2 separate regions of the Rattus norvegicus genome follow, and region 1 is linked to region 2. A link is a contact called in public Hi-C data. All regions are on one chromosome and are shown on one strand. Each heading gives the region's core, a stretch centred on a gene start, on an enhancer-like site or on the middle of the called end of the contact. The rest is flanking DNA. Distances are from core to core; before and after follow the strand shown. Region 1 overlaps LOC134479044 (a long non-coding RNA gene). Region 2 holds the start of Igsf21 (immunoglobin superfamily, member 21).

Region 1 (6,976 bases), core at 912-3,411, 130 kb after region 2:
CCAAGGGCCTAAGGCTGTTACTCTCTAAAAGTCACCACGAGGCTGGGACAAGGCTTGCCACTTGCCTGGCAGGGAGAGGACCTGAGTGGGTCCCCAGCACTCAGGCAAAAGCCAAGCATGGGCACGAGCTTGCAATCCCCACACTGGGGAGAAGACAGGAGACTCCCTGGAGCTCACTACCCACTCAACCTAGCCTAATTCTCCGTCCCCAGGCAGTGACACACACTGCCTCAAAGTACAAGGGCATGACTCCTGAAGAGTGGCGGCCAAGGTCACCTTCAAGCCCCCATACATATGTGTGTGGACAAACGCACAGTGCGCATGCACATATATGCACATGCATGCACACCGTACATACAGACACACGTACATGCATGCATGAACACACACACGTGCACACACACGCACACATGCACAAGTGTGTGCTCACACGCGTGCGCATTCATGCAATCACCAGCTTCTCAAAGGCATGAGGACCTCACACGTGACAAACATGGGTTCCTCTCAGCACCACAGTCCCAGGGCCTGGCACATGAAAACAACTCCTCAGAGCCCACTCCTGCTACACAAGGCTCGGCCATCTATAAAGAACCCAAATGAATTCTCCCAAGGTTCTGGGGTCCCAGACAGAAAGCCTGCTGGGCAGGGGTCCCTGCTTGCCACACAGAACTTCACCTCCATGTCTCTTCACTCCTGAGCCTGGCCCTGCAGAAGGCAGTGGACATGTATGAGTCAAATGCTCTCTGAAGCCTCTATTGTGAGGATCTGAGTGCTCTCCTGCTCCGGGAGCCTCTGTCAAATTACCTAGGAGTCTGGTCTCATGGGACAGGGAAGTAGACACATTTAAACCTTAGCCCTGCTCCCTCCAGATCAGCTTGGGGACATCCTAGAGCTGGGAGCTAAGATCTCTCCTGTTCTGGCTCGATTCTGTGTCTGCTGTCTGCTGCCGTGTGAACAAGGCATTACCTTGAAAGACTGAGCCTGAGCAAATGCTCTCACTCCACATCATTCATTTATTCACACTTCATTCGTTCTATGGGTGTTTACTGAGCAACTGCTACACGCAGCGACCGCTCTGGGTGCTGGGAGCAGAGCAGTGCAGACACCACTGTGAACCACCTCTGTGAATAAACCCTGATAGCAACCAAGTAGGCCAGGTGACAGGAAAGTACTAGAGAAGTGGGGCAAACAGCAAAAGATGGGCAAGATGGCTCGGCAGGCAAAGGGGCTTGCGGCCAGGTCAAGCCAGACAACCTGTATTCAATTCCAGGAACCCATATAGTGGAAAGAGAAAATGGAATCCTGTGAGTTGTCCTCTGGCCACTAGCACATAAAATAAATAAATACAATTAATTTTTTTCAAATAGAGTGAAAAGCTGAGCTCACAGGGCCAGCGGGGGTGGGTGAAGCCTGCGGAGGCCCGATGCCCACTGAAGACCTTGGGCTTTTGTACACCGGGGCACGCAGCGTCCTTGAAGCTTGGCCACCCAGCAGTTCTGAGACGATTGCCCACTGTCGAGGTCTTCAGGACTGATGGTCCAACAGGCGACTCTCAGTGTTTCGGTGAAGTCCATAAAAACAGAGACCTTGAGGGCAGAGGGTTAGGAGGTCGCATCTGGCGCATGCTCAGATGGAGTTGTTAATACAGCCGCTGCTGCTGTTCACCACCCCAAAGGACGCAAGGCTGCTGCAGAGCTGGGCTCCTCGAAGGAGCGAGATTTGGTGATATTTCCTCAGTGCCGGCCTTCGGGATCTCCTCAGAACCTGCCCACTTGGCACAGCTGGTGCTGGACGAGAGCCCACCTCTTCCAGAAAACACTCCGACAGCCTGTGCGTGGGAGGCCCGGACAAGAGAGGGACTTGGCACCCAGAGAAAAATCAGAGCGTGAACTCAGAGCCTCCCAGCTTCAGGATTCAAATCCAGGTCTCCCCGAGAGCCGGTCTCAGACGCTACCTTTTCACAGAGGGTGGTTTTGGACTGAGGAAGCAAACCAGTTTCACCATCCTCAGAACTCATCTTCCTCCCAAAAGGAAAGGCATGTCACCCAAGCACTAGCCCTCCAAACGTCTTGGCAGCAGATGAGCCGCTAAGACACCCACCACACATAGCCCACTCTGTTTGCACCTAAACCAGCCCACACATCCATGGGCTGTGTTAAGCCTTAATCCCGGAGAAAGTATGTTCACGGATGCCAGGAAGCTGGAGGAGCCTCAGAGAGCACCTAGTCCAACTCTACGCTTTCAAACGGGGAAACCGAAGTCAGTCCTTGTTCAAGATCGCATGACTGTAGGTCATGTATTGGGTCAGCGTCAGAACCCAGTATGGCTGACCCCTGAGTGCACAGAGCCCCTCCCCCACAGCACCCAGTTGCTCTGCCTGTCTCTGAGGCTGCTCTGCCACCTCCCAGTGACATGGTTTGTAGGAATACAGGTTGGACTTGGTGTACGCCTGCAGGCTCAACTACTCCGGAGGCTGAGGCCGGAGTTTCTTAAGTTCAAGACCAGACTGAGCACCATGGACCTGTCCCCAAAAGAGGTTGGAGAGATCAGGGAGGCAGCCTCTTTGATAAAGTAGGATTCAAGTTCCATCCCCAGAACCCACATTTCCTTCACCTGCAAACCCTGTACTGGGGAAGCAGAGGCAGGTGGATCTCCAGGGCTGCCTGGCCAGTCAGCCTGGTTAAATCATTGAGGGTAAAGTCAGTGAGAGATCCTGCCTCAAAAAGCAAGGTAGACAGCTCCCAACTCCTGAGTGACACCCAAGGTTGACCTATACCCACACACACACACACACAGAGGAATTCTGAAAACTGTCCATCAACTTCTTATCACTATCTGTATACCACAATGTATATTCAGCACACAGTAGGTGCTTGTGGAGCACACAGTAGGTGCTCGGTTGTGTCCTGGGACCTCTGCCATGTGCATGGGAGAAGCCCAGAGTGTCCTGTGGTAGGTAGCAGGGATGGATTGGGCTTCTCCCCAGACCCTGAAGCATATAAAGGCTGGGGTAAGGAGGACCAGACAGCGACAAAGGACTAGACAGGTCAGACAAAAATGCAGGGAGACATCTGTGTCAGAGGCACCATCTCTAATAGCTGTCATGGCAGTGGGAGCAGATCCAGGTTCTCAGGGGGAGGGGAAAAGGGGAAGGCAGGTACATCCTGCTGTCAGGGATTCTATGCCCTCTGACATTACTAGAGATGCAAGGAAGGCCTTGAGCTGGAAAACTTCACCCCGGGGGTAGACACAGGACAGAGGGTGCCATCTGCTGGCCCCTGCCATCTATGGTTTCCACACCCAGCAGACCACCAGGGACCCTCAGCCTGAAAAGACCCGGCAGTCTCAGAAGGGCAAATGTGATTGCTTTGTGGGTGAGAAAAGGGGTCCCAGTGCAGGGAGGTGGACGCTGCTGCCTCTCTCCCATCTCGTGTGCGTGTAGCGAGTGAGGGGGGCCAGGTCCCTCTCTCTGGTTCCCTTAAGTAAACAGAACATGACAAGTCAGACTTGGGGATAATGAACACTTTGAGCTCAATCCTTGGGCTTTAGTTTGTGGGGTGATAAGCAATTTAGGCTTGGGTGGGGTGCCCTTGCTCCCATGCCATGTAATAGGGGAGCCGGAACTATCTGTCCGGGATGCAGGTCCTCTTTATTTATTTTCTTTCTTTATTTAATTTTTATAAAATTAAATATAGTAAAATAAAACAAAAGCCATCACGTCCAGGCTGGCCCAAGCAACCTGATAGACGGAAAAGTCCCAAGAACAGGCACAAGAATCAAAGTCCCGCCCGTTCACACACTCGGGAGTCTCATGAAAATATTAAGCCGGAAGCTCTGATATATACACAGAGTACCTGACGCAGCCCTGTGTCCTCCCAGTGATTGCTGCTTCGGTCTCTGTGAGCTCATGTGAGCCTTGCTCAGTTGATTCTGAAGGCCGTGTTCTCCGGTATCCCCCATCCCCTGCGGCTCTTACACTCTTTCTGTCTCCTCTTCCACGGGGTTCCCTGAGCTTGGAGGGGAGGGATTTGATGGAGACATCCCATTCAGAGCTGTGTGTTCCAAGGACTCTGTGTGTGCGCATGCGTGCGTGTGTGCGTGTCCGGCTGGAAGCCTCTCTGATGCTAGTTAGACACAGCGCTGATCTATAAGTATAGCACAATATTACTAGGAGTCATTTTATTGATACATTTTTTTAGAGAAGTAGTGGTTTGGTTTTAGCCTACGTCTCTGGGCTATCCAGCGTCTGGCTCTTGGACACCCAGTCAAGGCTAGGTATGGGCTCCATCTCTTTCAGTCAAATCAGACTTCGGTTGACTGCTCTCACACGCTCCATGCTGTCATTGCCCCAGCGTGTCTTGCAGGCAGGACAGATTATGAGTCGAAGGTTCTGTGGCTTGCTTGGTGTTTACATTTTTCTGAACCCCTCCATGATGAAAGTCCTGGGAAGATACAAGAGACGTACTTAGGGCAATTTATGGCCAACGTCGAATTAAAAGGAGAGACACTCAAAGCAATTCCACTAAAATCAGGAACAAGACAAAGTCGTCCACTCTCTCCATGCCTGTTCAATACAGTGCTTGAAGTCTTAGCCAGAGCGATAAGACAACTGAAGGGGATCCAAATTGGAAAGGACGAACTCTGAGTATCTTTGTTTGCCAATGGTATGACAGCAAACATAAGCGACCCTAAACATGGCACCCGCGAACTCCCACAGCGGACGTACACTTTCGGCAAAGCAGCTTGATACGAAATCAACTCTCAAAAAACCGTAGCCCTCCTAATGCAAGTGACATATGAACCGAGCAGGAAATCAGGGGAACAGAACCTTTCACAATAACTTCAAATAACATTAAACAGCTCTTTAGTCACCCTGTCTGTCCCAGGATAACCTGCCTGGTGGCAATAATGTGGCCGAGCCTCGAACGTCAGGACAGTTTCTCCTTGCGTTGCATCTTCTCTGGGTCAATTCCAATTAAGCACAGACGGCAGCTGAGAACAAAGACCTAGCGAACAGCAGCCTGGCATGCTTAGTTTCGTTGTCAACTTGACACGAGCTAGAGTCATCTGGGAAAAGGGACCTGAACGAAGAAACACCTCCATCAGATTAGCTTGTAGCAAAGTCTGCTGGGAGGATTGTCATGATTGATGTGGGAGGGTCCCGCCCACTGTGGGCGGTGCCGCCCTGGGCTGGTATACTGGGTTCTGTGAGCAAACAAGCTGAACGAGCCATGGAGCTAAAATAAACCCTCTCCTCCAAAGTTGCTTTTGGTCATGGCGTTTATCACAGCAACAGAAACAAACTAAGACACGCACCAGCGCCAACGCTTACTGCACAGGTGTTGTGGGTGCACCGGGCATTGCTCTCAGGATTGGATGAGGAATGAACCGGTGGGTGCTGCGGTGTAGGGGGCCCTGATAACTCCTCCTTCTGTAGGTTGGGAAGTTGAGAAACAGAGCTCATCTGCTCAGATCGAGGAACTGGATAGTGGGGAGCACAGGAATATACCCAGCCCCTCAGAATCCAGCATTCGCTTGCTTAATCCACCACAGGCTGTGCCCCCTTGCAGACACATAACGAAACTGAGGGAGCAGATATAACTGATGTGACATTCCTAGCTGCTGAACGTGGCTGATGTCATGGCCTCTTCCCATGGGTAGTAAACCCAGGAGCTAACTAGTAAAGCGGGGTGTGTGTGTGTGTGTGTGTGTGTGTGTGTGTGTGTGTGTGTGTGAGAGATATCGTCCCTCTACAGAAGGGTAGAGCAGAGTCAGAGTGGAACCATCGGGACAAAGAAGGTTCCCAGGCATCAGATGGCCAGGTTGGGTCTGAAGGCCAATGGCGAGGATCTGGGATAAAAGTTGCAGATGTGATGCCTGGAATGGGGCCAGGAGAGGCGGATCTGGAGCCCAGCAGAGGTGGCTTGGGAGTCTCACAGGAGACCACCCAGAGTCCTCCAAAAGCACACATTGTACCCCAGCTCCTGAGATGGCCACCTGCCCACACACCTGAACTTCCGGTCTCCTTCAAGGATGACCTTCGTTGCAGGAAGTCATAATATCCAAATCTTGCTGTTTTTTAGGGGAGGGCTTGAGCCCCCCCCCCCCAGCCCTCAACCCCAACTCAAGCAGACTCTGAAGGGCCACCCCAGCTCCACAGGTCAGGAGCAATTAGTCAAGGTCAGGGTGGGACTACGCCCCAGTTCAGAGTCTCATCCTGTGGCCCTGCTTCCTTCCTGTCCCTTCTATGAGTGTTCGACCTAAGGGTACCCCCATCCAGACGCCTCTCCTGTGGTGGGGCTTCAAAAACTGATGATACCCCAACACGGGACACCTTGACCTGTTGATTGTCCTGTTGAACTGGCACAGATTCAGAATCAATGTCTCTAACATCTCAGCCCTGAACCCTCTTTATTGGGACATGGACTTTTGAGACAGGATCTCACATTTAGCCCAGGCTAGCCCTGAACTTAATATCCCCCACCTCATCTGAGCCCTGGGGTCACAGGTGTGCAGCACCCCACCTGGTTCCCACCGTTCTCCTGGTCTTTCTTCCCACACACGTGGAAGGGCTCTCTGTTCCCTCGCCTGCCTCAAACCCGGAGCTCAGCCGCCCTCCCACCCACCGCGGCTGCCCCCACCCTTCACACTTCAGAGCTCATTATCTGAGAAGACTGAGGGAAGCAGTCACACCTAGAGGAGACTTTTGTCACAAGATAATGTCTGTCTCTCAACCTGCTTCAAGTTCCCAAGAAAAACCATTCACAAGTTAATGCCGGCCTCCTCTTATCCGCTCTTTTTTTTTTTTTTTATAATAGTAATTTGGAATCTATCAGAATGCATTCGTTCCTCCACCAGCTCTTCTCTGGGAAGAGCAGCTCAATCAGCCTCAGAGCACCCTGGGAAGCCAAGTGCCCGAGTTCTCTGTATGTACATCAGTGTGCTTGGACATCCGCTCACCTAGACACCTGGGTTC
Region 2 (7,100 bases), core at 2,351-4,850:
TTGAACAAAGACTATTCCAGCTCTGGGCACTGACCTCTAGGGCAGCGCAACAGCATAGCTCCCTGCTCAAGGCCCTGGGTTTTTAGGGGTAGAGATGAAAGCCACAAAGTTCAATGGTCCCGGAAGTCCGAAAGTCGCTCCAACCCTAATTGAAAACCCCCAATTATGTAAGTTCGACCTCCCAGGAGCATGTTCTTGGGTGTGAGGAGGCGTGGTTTGGAAAGGGGAGGGGTCACGGGAATGTGGAAGGGTAAGATAGCCAGGCCCTATTCAGTCCCCAGCACTGGGCCGAGGAGGTGCACAGAGGAGTGTAGTGTCCTCATGCGGCGGGGCTTAAAAAGCAGCAGAAGGAGATAATCTATGAAGCCCATCTACCTGCTCGCAGAGCCGCAGCTCCCCATGGTCGTGAGCCTAGTCTGCCCTCGTCAGCCCTCAGACCACCCAGCTGCAGAATGGGAGCTTGCAGGACTGCCCCGCCCCCTCAATCCCCCACGGTCTCTGACAGGCTAGGTCTCTGGACCCTTTAGTTCTAATTAGGTCTTCCCAGAGCCCACAGCTTTCAGTGGAGAATTTTCCAGAGCTTAGCCAGGCAAGTCCAAAGAGCCTCATCTCTCCCTCTACCTCCTCAGCCTGGCGCACTTTGTCTCTTTAGGGTCACTGCGCAAGTTCAAATGTGCAGTTTCCTACTGCCCGGTACAGAGTGCTTCAGGGAGTCCCTAAGGAAATGTCAGAGACCAGAGAAACAGGCTTTCTTGGAAGAGTCTGGTGGTAGGGAGTTGGGTACGAGAGTGTTGCAAAGGGTACACATCTCTTTTGGTCTGCCACCACAATGGCAGTGCCCCTCCCGCCGCAGTGACTGTGTGTCCCTCTCGGGGAAGGCCAGCGTGTTTCTGGGTGCGATGCCTGAATCCACCCTCCCATCTCTTCCCAGGCATCCCCCTGGCTGGTTGGCTCCGCAAAGCTAAGCCAGGTGCACGGATCGCGGACATCGCCGCGGCCTGCAGGAAGGGCGCCCTCATCCGGCCCAGCCCGCTGATCACGCGTCGCGAGGACTCTCTTGCTTCCACCTCGCACGGTGGCCTGGAAAGGGAAACTGGATCCCACCCTGAGGATTTCGCACCTCTGTAGAGAAGAGAAGCCTTGGAACCTCGGGGTCCCTGCGCCCAGCACAAAGTTTCGAGTGCGAGATCTGTGCTTGCGGAGCCGAGAGGCAGCGTGTAAGCCACCCACGTGCCCTGGTTCCACGCGTTCACTCCGGCGCCCCGAGCAAGCGTTCCCCGCAGCCTGCAGAGGCTAGCAAGCGGAGCCAAGGCTCCAGGGCGCCGGAATAGCTCTCCGCAGCCAAGCCACAAACGAGCTCGCAGGGTGGGGTCCTGACGCAGTCGGGGGTTTCCCACCCGGTTCTTCCCCTCCCCTCCCCCGCTTCTTTACACCATGCGCATCCCATGTTGAGAGAAGGGGTGCTTCCCGTTCGGTCCCCAACCCCCAATCCTGCTCCCTGCAGTGTCCAGGTGAGGGCTCCAGTGTATTTCCACAAAGCCTAGCGACTTCTCGGTGGCGCTGGAACCCGGATCCTCCCACTTAGAATCTTTCCCTCTAGAGGCATCCATCTCAAAGGGGGAACTCTTGTCCCCAAAGTTACAGCGAGATTTGATATACTTCAAAAAGTATTTTCACCCAGAGAGGGTAGGAGGGACAAAGTACCTGCCTGGCATGCTTTTGGGTCACATCAGCCCCTCCCCCATTGCCAAAGGACCACCTCCCTAGGCTCAAATTCTCCGATCAGCGGACCAAGCTCTCTTCAAAGACGCAGGGGGTTGAAGAGTGTGGGTTATTTTAGAGGCACACCCTTTGGAGAACAATCTCAGAGCTCATATAGGTTTTTCCTCAGCATGCAGGGCAAGAATTGACCCTCCACCACGGCCTAAATGGGACGGAACCCAAGGCTCCAATGGAGACAATGTCTACTTTTTCACACTGTCCCACCTCCCAGGGTAGCCCTGCTCTCATTTCAACACCCTTGGTCGGTTGTGACTTGACCTGGAGAAGGAGGCCCCCGCCCCCTCTGGCCAATGCGGGCGGTCTGGAATCCCCACCTATGACTCTGTTGGCCCTGCCTCCGCCCCGCTGGGCTGGCATCTGTCCCCTGTTCCCTGCCGGGAAAGCACTGGGGCGTCAAGTTCGACTTCCACAGCATTTAAGGCCCACCAGAGGGCGGCGGTGGGCAGGATGCCCCTTCCCCCCAGGCAGCCCCAACCAGGCACACTAGAACTGCCCCGCACTGCTGGCTCTGGGCAACCCTTTGAGCTTCAGTTTCCTTCCATGTGGTCCAGCCTAGCCCATGACCAAGCCTATGCAGGACACACACACACACAGACGCGAGCCATGCTGTTGGACCCCCTCCAGCCCCAGATGTGATCACAGTTCCCTGCCCACCAGACACTCAAGTTCCCTTGATCTGCACCTGCTCCCAGACCAAAAGCTTACAGGACCTGAAGTACCGTGCTTCCACGTGTAGGTAGGTACACTCCTGCGCAGATATAACAGAAATACAGTCACCGACTGTCACACAGCCCTCTAGAGAACAGCAAGCAAACCGGGATCGGCGTGAACTGCCACACCTCAGACTTCCTTAACAGGCTCACACATGCAGCGTCGCTCACACACTTACCCTCATGAAGGAGTTCACACCCCCAAACACTCAGACTTTCTCTCTCACCCTTCCATGTAACTGATCTGGACTCGATGTTACCTCTCACACATACAGACCCCACACACCATCACACAACCACATCTACATGTACTCCCGTGCCCTCTCCACACACAGCTGATTCTCGGACACTCACAGACCCAACAAAGACACACACACACACACACACACACACACACACACACACACACACTGGCACAGACCCACGAGGGCTTTCTCCAAAAGAGCTATCTTCTCCTGCCAAGCTTCGCTGCACGGAAACCCTCCTGAACTGTGCCTGAGACTCCCAGAGCCACCGGGGCTCGCGCCCTTCTCGGTCCCTGCGCGCGTCCCCCGGCCCCGGGCTCCCGCAGGCGACCGCACACTCACCGCGCGCCAGGTCCAGGATCGCGGCGAGCAGCAGGCAGGAGGCGCGGCGGAGGCTTGGAGCAGCTCGCATGGTGCCCAGGAGCTGACGGCGCTGGCCGAGGCGGCGGCGGCGGCGGCGGCGGCGGCGGCGATCGCGGTGGCGACGGTGGGTCCCCTCGCCATGGGCTCAGAAGCGCTTATGACCCGGGCCGCCGGCCGTGGCGGTGACGGGCAGCGAGGGGCGCCGCGGGGACGTCCTCATGCTACCGTGGTCGGGCCGCCAGGCTACCCGGGGCTGCTCTGGGCTGTACCGGGATGCTCCGGGATACACCACCAGGCTACTCTGAGCTGTACTAGGATGCTCCGGGCTGCACCAGACACACTGGCTGCTCTGGGCTGCACAGGACCTGGCTGGGGAGCGCAGCTGCTCTCGGCTGGTCGGCTGCTCCTGGCGCCCACGGCGGCCGGAGTCGGATCCGTGGCGGCAGCGGCGGAGTTTGGAGCCGAAGCTCTGCCCGCGCCGCCGCGCTCTGCCCCGCGCTCGCTCTTCTCGAGCCCCCTCCTCTCCCTCCTTCCCTGCCGCCCCGCCCCCGTCCCCCCGCCCCCCGCACCGCGCTCGCTGCCGTATTCTACAGACTTTTCTTTAATCCGTTCTGGGCTGTTCGGCTCTCGTCCGCTAAGCCGATTTATTGCAGAGAGGAGAACTCGCCCCCTCCCCCTCGGCTTCTACCCTCTGCCCCCCCCCTTCCATCGCATCACAACTGCTTGCTTGTGAGCCGCATCCTCTCATACACACACACCAAGCTTCGCTCCACCCGAATCACACCCCCCCTTCCACCTGGCAGTGTCCCTGGACGCCCCTTTCCTCGGCTTGGTGAATGCTAGCACCCTTCCTCCCTCCAGGAGAGAGGTGCTTTGCCCGGAGGGATGTAGGTCCTCAGGGCTGGCTTTGACACCTATGAACGTCTTCCTTAGGGGCTTCAGGGCTTTAGTGTTCCATAAATGAAGGCTACTCTCCACCCCGCACCCCGCGCAGTACAGCTGCATTGTGCGTGCATGCAGGACCCGGCAAGGGAGGGATGGACTTTTTCTTCGGTCAGAGACCAAGATGTCACCTTTTTTTTTTTTTAAATCAGGCCTGACACCTGAGCTCCTCCACCTAAGAATCGGGGTGGGTTGAAACTTGTGTCAGATCATTGCTTTGATGCACACACACACACACACACACACACACACACACACACACACACAGCATTGACCCTGGACTCTGGGATCTCCCACGTGAGGAGGAGGCAGGTGCTCCTAGCTCTTGGAGTCGGGGTGGGGGGGCTGCTGCTGCTGCTGGTGGTGGTGGAGCTACACAAGGGACCAGAAGTTAGACTGACAAGGTCCAGAATGAACAACAGAACCAGTGAGTGAATCTGAGCCCCCAAACCAGGACCCAGATCTGATGCTACACTCTCCCAAGAAGTCCCAGCTCACCCAGCTTCACTAAGCTGCTGCGTCCTTGTTGCTCAGTTTATTCAGATGGGCAATGGGTACATTGCCAGGCTCACTCGCTCCACTCCGTGTGAGAGGGGTGGGTAGTGAGTAATGGCTTGGCAGGTGCTGCTGGGAGAGACTTGTGCCAGGATACCCCACGGAGTGACCCACTCCCCTCCTTTACCCTCTACAGCCTTGGTGGCACTCGGCCTTTCAAAGCAGCTAGCTGCAGCTCAGGCGTGCCCAGCCTCCCAGCTCCAGGGGAAGAGCGATTTGCATTTATTTAGATCTGAGCGAATACGTTCACCTGACAGGCTTTAGAATGATCCTCTCAGTAAAATAATAATAATGATCGTAATAAACCCTTATAAATAGGTGTTTGATTACAGTTTGTCCCTACGTGGGTATTTTTTTTTTTTTTTTGAATCAGACTAATTGGTTGCTAGCCTGATTGGGCTGGATCTGGCTTGAACACTGGAGCCTTGAGCCTTTATCCTTTCCCTGGCTGTTCTTCGCTCCCTTTTGCTCCTCCTCCAAGTCTCATCTTCCCCAAGCTGCTGAGGGTGAGCTTAAGGACATCTTCCCCCCAAATCTTCTTTGGTCACCCCCCCCCCCCAAGCCAGTCACGGGAAGAGCACAACCCTTGCCCGTCTATTCCTGCCAATCTCTCCCTCCCACCTCTGCTTCTGGCTCAGGAAAAAGCTATCCAGGATTCTAAGCCCTCTGACTGAGGAGCTCCAAGCCCAGATGCCCCCCTTGTACTGGGCTAGGCTTACAGGAAATGCATGCATTGCTGTGTGCCCTTTCGTGCTCTTGGAGTCCAGTTGCCTTCAGGTGGAGGCTAAGTGGGCGTGGCTTCCTGGCCGCACCCACCCAGCACTGTCCTTGGGGGAAGAGCTGAAAGGAGCAGGTAGCGCCTGTTGCCTCTGCCTGCGTTGTGGCGCTACCTACCCAACAGCCTCACCCTTAACCAGCTGGGTGTTGCCTCTGTGGAGCCTTCTAGGAATGGTGTCAGTGGAGAGAGTGGAAAGGAGAAAAGAAGTTCGAAACCAAGGAAGTTTGTTTTCACAGCTGAGAATCTTGGGCCTGGAGTTTTTATACCTCAACGGACCCACCTTCACTATCCACACTATCCTCGAACATTACCCTGTGTAAAAAGTACTGGTCGCCCCCATAGCACATAGTAGGTCTTCACTGAGTATTGGATGGGCGGAAGAATGAATGAAAGGCTGAATGAGATTAGATCACTAGTTGGTTTGTTAATCAGCTCTGAGACCAAGCTGGTCTTCGGTGGGTGCTCAGAGGCCAGCTGTAGCCATGAACCTTCTCAGAGATCCAGGATTGTGAAGACCAGCCCGGCTCACCAAAGAGCCCTCTCAGGTGCAGAGTCGGTTTTCCTTGAAGGGGCTAGGCTGCCAATGCATGCCTATTACCATATGGTAATGTAATAGCAACAGCCCGCCTCCCAGCTCGGCCAAAAGCCCCGCCCCTTCGGCGCCATAAACCACAGCTCTGGAGCCCTTTCTTCTGCGGCATAGAAAGGCGACTCTGAGGCACAGTCAGTTAACAGGAGACTCCGGGTAACTTAGGCAAAGGAAAAGTCACCTAGGGCAGCCACTAGCTTTTAATTTAGTTTATGTCTACTAATGGAGCTGCTGCCTGCCAGAGGCGGTGCTCGCAGTTTGCTGTCCTGGCACTCAGACTTTTGAGGCACAGTGGGTCACGCCTCTGTCTTGGACTCTGGTCCAGTAGGAACCCTCTAGGCAGCCAAGGTGCAGCTATCTGCCTGCCCACAGCAAGCCGGGCCTAGTCCTCTGTCCTTGGTGCTGAGACGGGCTCTCTCGACAGATGGTGCTAATGCACAAAGCAACATTCACCCCGCTCCAGGGATGCCCCCCTCCCTCAGAAGTCACGATGGGGCTTTAAGTTTCCTTCTCCAGGGAGAGGGTACCACTGGCCCTCACAGCCTTGTTTCCAAAGGGTGGGCTTTGTAGGTTTGGGGGGACAACTATTTGGTGGAGTAGAGAATATGGAAATCTGCCTCTGTGCCGGGCGCTGTCAGAGGCTTGTGAAACAGTGATGCGCCAGTGTGTGCGGCATGACTCTTGTTTTGAAGATGAGAAAACCGAAAAACAGAGAGGTAAAGCAACTTTTCCAGGACACAGCTAGCGACGGACTCGGGTTCAAATGCAGGATCTATTTCAAGGCTAGAGCTTTGGCATGCTCTCCTTGGCTATCTGCAAAGAGCCTCCCTCACAGGGACCCACACGCATGCACAGGGGCTCGTGCGCGAATACACACTCATGCCAGGTGGAAAACTCTCATGAGTCCATGGTGTCCATTTATTTTATCCGGCCTAATCATCGTGAAAGTCCTCCATGACAACTTTGCGTGTGCACGACTTACAGATAAGGAAACTGAGGTGCAGAGATACAGGAAGAATCATGAAGATTGGGTAAGGTGGGGGGGTGGCACAGGTATGGGCTTCCCTGCTCTCTCTCTCTCTCTCTCTCTCTCTCTCTCTCTCTCTCTCTCTCTCTCCCCTTGCTTCCCTTTATGC

Evidence for each region. Hi-C and Micro-C count contacts between places; a contact is called where the count stands out from the background.
Region 1: a contact with region 2 is called in a Hi-C map of prefrontal cortex, with 5 times the contacts expected there. The contact joins the enhancer-like site here to the promoter of Igsf21 in region 2. A contact is called at or near these places in 2 of 12 Hi-C or Micro-C datasets (frontal cortex and prefrontal cortex).

What each region holds. Positions count from the first base shown.
Region 1 is chr5:157,921,855-157,928,830 of GRCr8, forward strand. LOC134479044 (a long non-coding RNA gene) reads right to left here. Exons shown (of 2, transcript XR_010052005.1): 2 at 4,147-4,442. Among named protein-coding and RNA genes, the nearest start is that of Igsf21, 130 kb to the left of the region's middle. Within about 2 kb of position 2,162, at least 6 of the 93 cell types and tissues checked have an H3K27ac peak or open chromatin away from gene starts, as enhancers often do. A contact at or near this core is called in prefrontal cortex, where this site is marked.
Region 2 is chr5:157,791,690-157,798,789 of GRCr8, forward strand. Igsf21 (immunoglobin superfamily, member 21) reads right to left here and starts at 3,601. Exons shown (of 10, transcript NM_001271454.2): 1 at 3,080-3,601. The coding sequence starts at 3,149.